Regions from separate parts of the Hordeum vulgare genome. Here region 1 is linked to region 2. Evidence: chromatin contacts called from public Hi-C data. All regions are on one chromosome and are shown on one strand. Each heading gives the region's core, a stretch centred on a gene start, on an enhancer-like site or on the middle of the called end of the contact. The rest is flanking DNA. Distances are from core to core; before and after follow the strand shown. Region 1 holds the start of LOC123452599 (dnaJ protein homolog). Region 2 holds the start of LOC123397204 (protein IQ-DOMAIN 5-like).

The links. A called contact is a pair of places that touch in the nucleus more often than the background predicts.
Region 1: a contact with region 2 is called in a Hi-C map of seedling, with 7 times the contacts expected there. The contact joins the promoter of LOC123452599 here to the promoter of LOC123397204 in region 2. A contact is called at or near these places in 2 of 6 Hi-C or Micro-C datasets (leaf and seedling) and 1 of 1 datasets of contacts at active chromatin or transcription factors (embryo).

Annotation. Positions count from the first base shown.
Region 1 is chr5H:542,791,653-542,798,184 of MorexV3_pseudomolecules_assembly, reverse strand. It overlaps LOC123452599 (dnaJ protein homolog), which reads right to left and starts at 4,359. Exons shown (of 6, transcript XM_045129277.1): 1 at 4,078-4,359; 2 at 3,129-3,297; 3 at 2,872-3,013; 4 at 2,508-2,784; 5 at 2,221-2,419; 6 at 1,644-2,131. The coding sequence starts at 4,230. The coding sequence ends at 1,806.
Region 2 is chr5H:542,601,327-542,607,489 of MorexV3_pseudomolecules_assembly, reverse strand. It overlaps LOC123397204 (protein IQ-DOMAIN 5-like), which reads left to right and starts at 2,524. Exons shown (of 11, transcript XM_045091844.1): 1 at 2,524-2,784; 2 at 2,874-3,012; 3 at 3,668-3,904; 4 at 4,532-4,762; 5 at 4,974-5,087; 6 at 5,539-6,010. The coding sequence starts at 2,920.

The sequences.
Region 1 (6,532 bases), core at 3,110-5,609, 190 kb before region 2:
ACGCTTTCAAGAAGGGGAACGACGCCATGGCGCCACCGTTGCTGGCACCGACCGAAAGTTAGGGCTGGGCTTTCGCCCGGAGCTCCACGACACATCCGAATCCAAGCAGATCCGAAGCACTGCACAACACACAAACCCCATGGTCGACGTCCACCAGCTCTACCCGCCACCGCTCCTCGAGCGCACCGACGCCCCCGCGCCCACTCCCTTTAGCAGATCCACGATGCACGAAAGGCCTCCGCGCCGCGCCCTGTGCCACCCTGCAACGTCGTGCCGACCCTAGCCGGCGCCCTGGCCAGAGCGACAGACCCACGCATCCATGGCCACCGCGCGATATCCGCAGCACAATGCCAGATCCGCGGCCACCATACACCGTGCGCACCTCCGGCAAGCCGCCGCGAACCCAACAACACCGCGCCGAGCTCCGCAGCACCGCACCAGGTCCGCGGCCACCACGCCCCGAGCGCGCCTTTGACAAGGCCCCGTGACCGCGTCGTGCCCAAGACGCCGCGAGCCGGACGACGCCGCACCGAGCTCCCCACCATTGCTTAGTCAAGCTGCCCCGCGCCACCTGAACGCCTCGCGGGAGGGAAGGAAAGATCCCGCCGCCGCCGACGCCGCACGAGCTTTGCCCGACGAGGCACATCGACGATGGCGAGGTGGGGCGTGGGAGAAGTGTGGGTGGACGGTGGCGGTGGCTAGGGTTGCTCCTGTGCGCTCGCGGGGGGAAAGCAACTCACAAAGTAGATGTTATGAGATTGACTTTCAGTATGATGATAACATTCAAAAGCTGTCAACAAGCATTGCGGATGTCCAACTACAAAGAAGATGGTAAGGGAGCTCATAGGTTATGCTTCTTGTTACTCTACATGCCGATCATTTCATTGATTTACTCAGTTCTGCAACTTGTTGATCTCACTGTTTAGCCCCGTGGGATGGAGGGCAAGCCTTTTACAACAATGGGATCCAACAACATGTGACTACAAAAGAAGTTCCAACAAAATATGCGCAATATCGTTGAATGTGAACAACAATATATTTCAAGGGCATTACAGATTTTTCACTGATTGTTCCACACTGAAAAGCATGCATTGAAAAAAATTGGTTAGCTTATTATCTAGAGTTTATTTTCGCAGCAACTTATGCTTATTTTCATGAAAGGTATTTACTCATCATAGCTCAAAAGAACTGAGCCTTAAAGAAATATGTTATTTTAAAACGACAGCGTATTCCGTGAACGAGTTTTAAAAACTTGTCAAATTTAAATGTATGGTCAAATTGTTATTCATATATGTATTTTTAGTATTTTGTGCGCTATGGTCAAATTGTTATTCATATATGTATTTTTAGTATTTTGTGCGCTACATCGGAGTCTGACGAAATTCGACAAGAAAGTTGCCTAGCCAAGAGGAACAAAAGGTTGGAACTATCTAACATCCTGGTTGAACCGTCACGCGGTCCAATTGCACGTCCTTTCTAGCTTAAAAAACACGGTTCCAGTTTTCTTGGGTACGCCGGCCAGCCTATTCGATTTTTTTAACTGTATATGCGTGAATCCCGAGTAAACAAGTGCTCAAGTCCGACGAAATCTTAGCGTCAAACATAATGTCAGCTCTGCTCATCAGCAGCCAACAAGCAAAACGAGAACGCAAATAATTTTCCCGGAAGAAGCGGCATTTGTTCAAGTAGTTAATATATCATATACTAGCACCAAAAGGGTAAGAACCCTAACATGGAAAACTTGAGAGAAGGACAGAAACGAATTCATCTGCTCACTGACGATCAGATCACAACATCCTGCCTGACTACTGCTGGGCGCACTGCACCCTCTGCCCGCCGCCGCCCGGCATATCCTCGTCCTCGTCATAGGCCTCCTGCGCCTGCTGCTGCTGCTGCCTCCGCATCTCTTCCTCAATGTCTATGTCGTAGGCCATCGTCTCCTCGCACTCGTCTAGCTCCATGTCCGTGTACTGCGATGCCGGCTTGGGCGGGAGGACCGTCTCGAGGGCCTTGCACTGGTCCAGGCTCAGCGAGTCGGGGAAAACAACCGTGAAGTGGATGTAGAGCTTGCCCTTCATGAAGGGCCTCTGGTACATGGGCATGCCCTCGTCGTTGATCGCCTTGAATGAATCTGCACAAACAATTGCCAATCAGCATCAGTTTGAATATATACCAAAACCAAACTGAGCACTTCTTCCAGGTTAAGTCATCAACACTTACCAGGCTTGACAACTTCCCCGGGGTTGGACTTGATGAGCAGCTGTCTGCCATCCAAATGAGCTAGGACATATTGGAAGCCACAGAGGGCCTCCGTCAGGGTCAGGGTGTGCTCATAGAAGAGGTCGTCGGCCTTCCGCTTGAATTTGGGGTGCTCCTTCTGCTGGAGGACGAAGATTATGTCTCCAGTGACGGTATCAGGCTGCACACAACAAAAGCAGAGAGATCAGACAATGAAACATGCACAACAGAGAGCAAAATGTAACATAGAACAGAAGTTTGACCCATACCGCTTCATCTGCCTCTCCAGGGAAGGTGATCTTCTGTCCATGCTGCATACCCTTCTCGACCACCACCTCCAGGACTTTCTTCTCGTGAACCACCTTCTCACCCTTGCACTGCCCGCAACGATCCTTATCACTGATGGTCTCACCACTTCCCCTGCACTCATTGCAGGGCTGCTGCATTTGCTGTATCATTCCTGGTCCCAGCTGCCTGATCTGGACCTTGTAACCAGCACCTTGGCAGCCGGCACACTTCATGGAAGCCCCAGACTTTGAACCCTTGCTGCAGGACAAATGGAAGACGGTTAAAATTCAGAACTTGCAGCAGCCGCTAAATGCGAGGTTGCACACACAAGGGAAGACAACATACCCATTGCACTTTGAGCAGAGCACATTGCGGGCAAGAGAGAGTTTCTTCGATGTTCCATTGTACAACTCCTCAAGGCTAACCTTCAGAGGATGAACCACATCCTCACCCCTGCGCTGACGCCTGCCCCTGCTGCTGCCACCACCTGTAGAACACAATGCCATGGTTAACTCAGGTCAAAATATAGGCAGACAGCAATGGCAAAGAGAGTGATTCAGTTGGTTCAAAATTGAGGTCGTGGAAGATGTCAAATGAATTACCTCCAAAGGGGTTGCCGCCACCACCAAAGAATGATTGGAAGATGTCAAATGGATCGTGCATTCCACCACCTCCCATTCCCTCCTTGAGGGCATCCTCACCATACTGATCATAGATCTCTCGCTTCTCAGGATCACTCAAGACCTCATAAGCCTGAGCTAGCTCCTTGAACTGCAATACAACAATCATTAGTTAGCCATCTCAAGCAGAAAACAATGTTTGACGCAAACAGATCAACCAGCCAAAGCATCAGTACCCACTACCCAGCAAAGCTTGACGACTTAACAAGCATTAGTTGTTAGTTTTAGCTTTGACCGATCGAAGCATCGGTAGTCAGCATTTAGTTCAGCTAGGTTGGCATATGGCGATATGAATTTAACAAGTTGCCTGCCTAGTACGAGTATGACATTGCATAATGTTTGAATAAACAAATGATGACAGCACTCTCAACAATTGTATTCGTCTGGATTCTCTACGTTTAATCATCATCAATTATCAAATTGTGCATCGAGAGGTACAATAGCAAGCAATTTAACAACACACACACGGATTACTTCTACATCAGCAATTCAACAAAAAGCACCAGCATATAATGGAATAGATCGTAATGAATTGCTCAATTTAGCATCTAAAATCATCGAGCGTACTAAGTATTCTCAACAATTCCGAGCACGTGTATAAGGACGATTTCAAAGATTCCATGCCGAATGTTGAACAAATGACAATTCAATGTTCTTTCTAAAGCCGCTCCCGATCAAAAAGCATAATTCTTCCCCGCCTAAACCTATCTACGAAACACGCATCCACCAATTCCTTGGCCTAATCCAATCGTATCCTACACCGGCGCGGCCCCGGGCCAGATCCATCTGCCGTACCAAATCTACCAGCCTAGCAATCCCCGTCGAGAACAGATCGGCAGGAAAGGGGGGAAGAGATCGGGCGGGCGCTCACCTTCTCGGGGTCGCCGCCCTTGTCGGGGTGGTTCTTGATGGCGGCCTTGCGGTAGGCCTTCTTGAGGTCGTCCTGGGACGCGTCCTTGGGCACGCCCAGGATCTCGTAGTAGCGCGTGCTGTCGCTCTTCTTCGGCGGCCCGCGGCCGAACATCTCGCCTTAGGCGATGAGCGCGAACCCTCCAAGCTCGGCGGAGAAGACGAAGGGGACGAAACCCTAGCTGGTTGATCCGGTGGGGGACGGGGTCGCCGGTGGGATCGGTTTGTGAGGAGGGGTGGGGGAGAGGGGGCGGTGGTAGTTATAGCGGAGCGCGGGACGGGTGGCCGGGAGTGAACGCTCTCGAAGATGCGGGAGGACGGGGGAGAGGGCGGTTGCGAGCCGTCGGATCCGGATCGGGCGGCGGTGGGGGCGGAGGGCCGAGCTTCCAGATGCTTCCGGGGTGTTCTGGCGAAAGGAGGGGCGATGCGGGTTCCGGGAAGGGGAGCGCGTGGTTGGGTTGACGCTGGTAAAAGAGGTCCGACCTGGCGGCCTGGGTACTGTACCGTAGCGAGCGCGGGCCCGACCGGAGGGAAGCATCCGATTACAAGGATTCTCCATCCAAAGATGTTGGAAACAACGAGCGATGTTTTGGTCTTCGGAGTAGTAACGTAAAAATATATATTAAATGTTTTTTAAGAAATTTGAAATTTTTGTAGATGATTACATTACCGTTCAAACATGCATGATAATTTTCGTGCGATAAAGAGTAGCGGTATTTCGTCGGTAAAAAGATAATTTTGAGGTGACATTTTAGGGTAACTTTTGATGTTCAATTTATTTTTCTTGCACAAGCCAAAATGTTAAGCTTTTTGCTTCAAAAAATACTGGTACACTAAGTACATAAATAAATTTTGTCTTGATATTTTTTTAACCTTTTTTTGGCACCGGCAGCATATGCTCCTGGAAGCCGAAATGCATTTCCAATAGGAAACATCGCTTCACACATGGCCTCATACCAAACTTTTTGATACATAAACCCGGAGTCGTATAACTTGTTGGAATCGAACCTCACAGTTTGAATCCGTGAAATCGATATCCTGACCTTTTTTAACCCGGCCAATATCAACCATATATTGATCGTATACCTGTTTGTTGCACTGGAATAAAGCAATCCCGGACGGGATTGTTGTAGTGGAATAAAGCAATCCTGGCCGGGATTACAGGTTCTCTCATTGTACACGTCATATATATCGTCTTTCCCTCTGTTGTGTTGTCGTGTCGAGCTCGCCGAGCGATGTTGCAAGAACCAGCATCGCGGTGCATGTCAAACTCCACAGCACGCCCCGACACCCATTGAAACGCCCAAGCCGAGTAAGAGGCCGTGCTCATAGGCGTACTCACGCATCCACTGAACGACACCTAGCTCACTGCCGCCGATACAGATCGATCAAGCTTTTTTTTAGAATAAAGGCTCGGGACGAGCCTGGCTTTGAATTAATAAATCAATCAACCAACAAGGAAATTACAACTCAAAAGCAAAACAAACTAGGGATACGGTATACTCGTTGAAGATACAAGCCAATAGGTGAGCAGCTAAAGAACATAATCTAATAAGAACAAGCAAAATAAAATTAAAGCTTTGAATAAAAAGGCTTGCTTGATCCATCAACAAAGCACCGGTCTTCAGGTGAACAAGGGCTGCTCCATGAAGCAACAAGGTCAATACAACAAACTAGAAGCTTCACGAGCAGAAACGGTTGTAGGTCCAAACAGAGATTCATCAAAGACCCAAACTTAAGCAGCACCATCATCACCACATGTCAATACGTGCAAAACTCAAGCCTCAAGTGGAGCGGGGGAGTTCGCAGAGGCGCCTCCAAGGAGTAACACGGCACCCAAGGGCGCCGACATCATTCACAACAACCGAAGTCTTGCAAAGCTTCGCCTTTTCCCCAACATCCAGCCCAAACTGGCCACAATGTCGACCAAAATGAAACGAGCACACGAGGCGTATAAATAAAACACCGACAACCACCTGGCAAGCCGTCGAATCCAACAACCAGAGGATCAGACGACCGGATCGACCGTTCGTAAGACACTCGACTGGTATCGACCGAAGAAGGCAACATGAAGAGCCGAGGTGAGGCGTGAAGAATTCACAGAACCAACACAGAGGAAGACAAGTTGGAGCACGAGGGTGACAAACGACACAAAGGACGGGGAACCCTAATGGCTACGCCTCCAAGGAGAAATTATCTTGTCAAGACATAGTCATCACCTACAATGGACATAACCTTGCGGATAGCCTTGCGGAGCTTTCATTGGGTTCCAACGATCCATCACATCACCACCACCAAATGGATTGATGAGAAAGAAGACACAACCGACCATCACTTGAAATGCTCCCAAGCGTTGTGGGCACCGTTCCAAGCAAACATGGCCCCCTCATGGCCCGCCAACACCATGAACCACAGAT
Region 2 (6,163 bases), core at 1,275-3,774:
GGGGTTGCTGGTGTAGCGTACGCCGACCGTGGTGAAAACTTCGGCGGGAAGAGGGGTGCTGACGCCACTGATGAAGAGGACCCGACCATTCCGAGGGTTGCGGCCGTGGACCTCGTCCAGCGCCGGCTCGAAGATGACACCGGCGTCCTGGAGCTCCCCTCCCCTTGCGCCAGACGCAGAGGAGAAAACCCTCATACGGGGGTAAAATACCCTCATAAGAGGGGCCTGCAAAGGATGATGCCGGCGGGTATTGGATCCCTCCGATGTTCGAACCGATGGAGAGGACCACCGGCTCCGGTGGAGGAGACGGAGCAACCGGCGCCGACGCTGCATTGGCCCGGGGCGGCGACATGGTGTAGAAATAGGAGGGAGCTTGCAATGCCGGCGCCAGACCTACAACGGCCATAGAGAGGCCGGCAACCCACCTCTCTTGGATGGGATTGTTGTCGGTGATGACCGGGGTGGGTGGGGCGTGGCTAGACTGTGGCGTGGCCATCGGAGAAACCGAACGGGCGGTGAGGTGAGAGAGAGGGATTGGTGTGAACTTGCGAGGGAGGTGATGGGAGAGGGCGTGGGGAGTTATGAGGAGTCGCTTTGTCTCCCTCGCGTTCCAAGGCTTGCAGGCGCTCGCCGTGCGTGCTCAAGCGAGCTTGGCTCGCAAAAAAGGCTGATTCGGCCGTTCCTCCATAGCGAGGCCCACGCCTGCTTTGAGGTTCGTGCAGGCCATGAATTGGATGCGACCCACACAACTAAACGGGTCATATTCTTTCCGTGCGGGCCTAGCCCGACCTAATGCGAAGAACCAAACACGTCCGTAATGCATGTTATTAAACCAGGTACACATCTCTGTTTTATGCCTGGATTTGATCAGATTATTCCAGTTGAGTCACAGAAGCAAAGAGGCAAAAAAGATATAGGCTACCAAACGTGTATGCATAGGACGTGCTGCTTTTGAGCCCGAACTCAAATGAGCTCGAATGAACAGTACCTTCCAAAAACAATGGATTTTTTCTTAAAGATTCCTATATTTTATGCAACATTGATTAATGTTCTCAGTGCTCAAAAAATTTCATCACAAAATAACATTTATGAAAGTCGTAGCAAAAAAGCAAAAATGATGCTTTAAAAGTGTTATTTTTGGCAACGTTTTGGATCAGTGTTTTTTTCACGATTCTATTAATGTCATTTTTCGGTAATGCAAACACTGAGAACTTTTGTCAATGTTTTCACCTAAAAAAATTCACAATTTTTTGAAATATCTTTTGTTTATTTTATTTTGGATTTTACCTTTCAGAATTTCTTCGAATCAAAGAGCCCTAAACAGGAAGCAAAGGTAGCAGCAGGCGACAGTTAAAATTTGACCTTGGTCGGTTGGCATGACGCAGGACATAACGTGTCCCATTGATGTACCGCCCAATGATAAAGGCTTTTCCCTCACAGTTAATCAGCTTTACACTGGGAATGGATGCTTTGTTTAATACTTCCTCTGCATCTAATATTTGTTGTTGGGAGAACTAATCTAGGTTTTTCAACCAACAAAAATTTAAAAACAGAAGAAATAATGCCAGGTATTCCTTCTTTATTTATTTTTAAATTTTTTTACTGTCTAAGTAACGCCAGAAAATGAATATACGCAGCAGAATCCAGCGTGCCACTAGCATCGAGCGACTGACCAAGCAAGTGTGAGTAGCGGTTCTTAAAGTTACATGTCTCATAAAAACTCAGTTCTGACAAAGCAATTGCCACCCCCACACACACTGCTGTACTCCTCCAGTACCAAAGTCCTCCGACGTTTATCACTTTGAGGATCTCCGTGCTAGCTTTCTCGTAGTGACGCATCCAAGATTTCTGCCGAGTTGAAATACAGACGGTAAACAGAGAAAACCTGTATTTTCTTCAGTGCGCCTAACGCCGTCTCTTGGGCATATATCCTTAACCAAATGTAATCACCAAATGTTGTTGAGGACCGAACAGATGGCAATGTCAATCTAGATTAAGCTACACTAGATGCGTATCTCAACGAATTTATGTATACATTAAAAGGGAATCACACCGGCCCTGAAATCTTAGTGCCACAAAGCACGTGATCAATCAGTCCACAGTCTCGAACAAAGCCACTGACCAAAATCCAACAAAATCCGCAGCACAGGGTGAAAAAAACAACACAGCTTTCACTCTGGGGAGCGCACGGCATTGCTAAACTATGATAACTCTAAACCCAGCAGCAGCAGCAGCAGCAGCATCACCTTGTCCTAAGGCTAATCAAAGAATCTTTTGCCTGCAAGAGAAGCAGGCAAAAAAAGAAACGACACCCTGCGGTAAGAAAATAAATCATCTCGGAAGGGAGCAACAAGAAAGGGCTTTTGATTCCGACAAGCGGGTGCAGAAAGCAAAACCTGAGGAAAGCGCCGCGCTTTTCTTCCTTTCTCTCTTTGTTTGCTTGTTTATTGCAAAGAGTGGTAGTAGACTAGTAGTACAGTGTGATTTTCCTGGCTATATAATTCTGGGCCTCCTCCTCCCTGCGGCTGCCACACAGGCAGCGACTGACCGAGCGAGCGAGCCAGCAATAATTCGCACCGGCACACAGGAGCGGCAGTAATGGCCGCGTGGTGAGTGCCAGTAGCAGGCAGGCAGGGGAGCAGCGCCACTGCACTGGGCACTGGTGACGCTTCCAGCCCACGCCCTCCCTTGCCCCCCTCCCTCGCCACCTTCGCCTCCCAATCTCGCGGTGCGGCGGCGGTGCCCGGCCCCGGTTCCACCGGCGTCACAGGTGCCCGTGATCTGGTAACTCACTTTCCATGGTGATTTTTGACTTTTCTAGTCCTCTTCTCTGAGATTGCCCTCGTGCTGACGACACTTATCTGCGACTCGAGGTGGTTGCAGTGGCGGCGAGGTGAGGTGAGGTGACGCGGCGGCGGGATGAGGTGGCTCAAGTCGTTGGTTGGGCTGAGGAAGGCGGAGAGGCAGCAGCAGCAGCAGCGCCGCAAGGAGGATGGCGACGCCGGCCCAACAGTACGGGGCACTACCTCTACCTACCTGCGATTCCGCCTCTCCTTTGCTTCTCACCTCTGGGTTCATTAATTCCATTTGGTCAACTTATTACCTTATTCTGCTTGGATGTCGAAGGATCATAGCAATATTTTGCCCAGTGCTTTTTTTTTTATCATACCGTGAGAATTCATTCTTATTCTACACTAAATCTACTAATATAGGTAGCAGTTGGTACTTCTTGTATGCATTGCTTTTGCAAGTTGTAGTTGTTTGCTTGTTGCAGATCTGGGTTATATTATCCGAGCCATCCTTTGGCTCTGCACCACTGACAAGGTTAAATTTTGAGGACTGAAATTAGTCACACACAAAAAAAACTCAACTGATCTGTTGCTATGTAAGCACAATAACTATAAATTTGGAACATCAATGGATATTAGTAGTACTCCCTCTGTTCGCTTTTATAAGGCGTTGCAGATACTTCAGACAGCGTGCAAAACAGCTCTATTTCAGTTGTCTGAAACGACTTGTAAAGGTGAACGGAGGGAATAGTATCTTTACACCATCTCTGAAGATAAACATATGAGGAGGCCATGTTTCTGCTGCCACATGTTCCTTTGCTGATGTGGTATGAGAATTCCCTTGTTTGCTTACACATTCTGAACTGGGGAAATTGCAGAAGAGGGATGTCGTCGATCAGTTCCACTGCCAGGGCCAGCATTCCCAGGATCACGGTGGCCTTGTCGGACCAGAAGAGTTCCCTGATGGAAATGTTCTGTCAGAAGACGATTGCAGCACACCTTCATGCTCAGGGCCTGGTTTCAATACGCTTAGCGTGGCACTGCCTCAAACAGAAGAGGAACTCAAAGAGATCTGGGCTGCCACTATTATTCAGACTGCGTACAGAGCCCTCCTGGTATTCACCTTTTTCTCTGTAGATTTTGCCATTGTCCAGTGTGTGCTTTTTATACATTTTGAACATTCTAAAAGCTCCATGTTCCAAGCAAACCTGCACTTTCATCTCAATGTGTAGGGTTATATTAGGGGGGTTGCTATGTGTAAAACGTCTATTTAAAACAGGACCTTGTGCAGTCACTATGGTATAAGATAGAGAGTGGTTAGCTTTATGTAATGGCTATGCAGTTTCAGTAGAAGTAAGAAAAAACTACAACTGAATAATCCTGATACATGGTCCTCAAGTTTGTATATTTGATATTTGGTCTCATGCTTATAGTTGGTAAACAAAAGCACCGTCTTAACTGGTGTATAAAAGTAAAACTTTTAATTCATGGAAGTGTTATGTATATAGGTCGATGTGATACACTTTGGTACTGTGCAACAATGTTTGACGAACCATATGTTCATACTTCATATGGCTGGCAAGTTGAAGTATTAGTGCAAAGCATAATATCTTACCGACAGGTTCATCTTGTAAACAAAGAGATGCTGGAATGAAATTCAGGAATCTGCCAAGATTGCTCTAAATATCTATTTTCTTATAGGGCACTAGTACTACACTAAGTTTAACTTCATTCCTCTTCAGGCTAGGCGAGCCCGCCGAGCTTTAAAAGGACTGGTTAGGCTTCAGGCCCTTGTAAGGGGTCATATAGTGAGAAAGCAAGCTGCTATAACACTCCGGTGTATGCAAGCTTTGGTCAGGGTACAAGCCCGTGTTAGAGCAAGGCGAGTTCGTGTGGCCCTGGAAAATCAGATGGATGACCAACAAAATAATGAAGAAGAGCAAACAGACGAGGCACATGTTCGAGAAATTGAGGTAAGCTGCACACCAGTTTGCAGGGTTTTTGGTTATAATCTTCTATATTAATATTTTCGTTATGCTGCTTGCCTTGTTGGCATCCGTTCATAACTCAGAAGTTCCCCATCAGTATTACAGTTTGTATTTTTAAAAGAGGATAAATTGTAGTGCAGGTGCAGTTATTTGGCTCAGGTAGTTAACTTCCATTACCACCTTACTGAAAATGCAGGATGGGTGGTGCGATAGTATAGGGTCTGTGGAAGACATCCAAGCAAAACTGTTGAAGAGGCAGGAAGCAGCAGCCAAGCGTGAGCGGGCCATGGCCTATGCCCTTTCTCACCAGGTAACTTTATCATACGTTTTACGCGAGGATTACTCAATATTGATACTGGTAAGTGGTAACAACATGATGCTTGAACCGCGGATTTGGTGAATGCTATATATTGCACCAAACATATTGCCCTGAACCTAACTGTAGCTTCTGGATATTCAGCGTAATATGGGGAGCCTCATGCTCGCTGTTTTTGTGTATTTTGCTGCACTGCCGTCTAGTATGTTTGTTGTTGCTGCATTCCAAGTGTTGCTTTCATGAATAACATTGAAGTTAACCTTCCCTCCAAGCGAGCTATATAATTTTGGTCATCATGTTTTCCTTGCTATTCTGCTCCTCTTGATTAGCTTTTATCTGTAGTTGTACCGTGTAGGTAATATGAGACCGCTACTTGAAAAGAAGAAGGGAAAGCATCAGTGCTTCCTTTAGTGTCCCATCTGATCTTTTTTCTCTCCTTTTGCAGTGGCAAGCAGGTTCAAGGCAACATGCAACCATTACAGCTTCTGAACTAGACAGGAACAACTGGAGCTGGAATTGGCTGGAGAGATGGATGGCCGTCCGCCCGTGGGAGAGTCGGTTCCTGGGCATGTACGCAGCAGATGGAATTGCCATTGATACCGCAGCGCAACATGCTGAGGGAAATCCAACCAAGGCCCCATACAGGAAACCAGTGAAAAAGCAGGTTTCAGCTCTTCATTCAAATGTGTTGAACCAGAAGGCCCGTCCGTCGAACTCAGAGGGTGGTGGCTCCTTGTCGAACCCGTCTGCTGGTTCGGCATCGGCTAAACCAAAACGGAAGCTGCCATCTAAAGAAGGTTCTGATGAAGTCTCGTCTCGTCCTTCGGGGCTTGGTGCCCGAAGCAGTAGTAATCCTAAGGAGAGGCCTGGGCAGTTACAGCCTCGGGCCAACAAGAGGTTCTCCTTGCCTGGCACTGGTAAGTCTGAACCTTGCTCGGTTATATTTAGTGATTTTCTGCTGGTTTTCAGTAACTTTTCTTCTTCTTCGAGAAAGGCATCGGTTTTTTTTTCTGGTAAATGGCCTTGTCTAGCACAAGCTTCTCATGTGTGTGCGCTATAACGACTCAGCA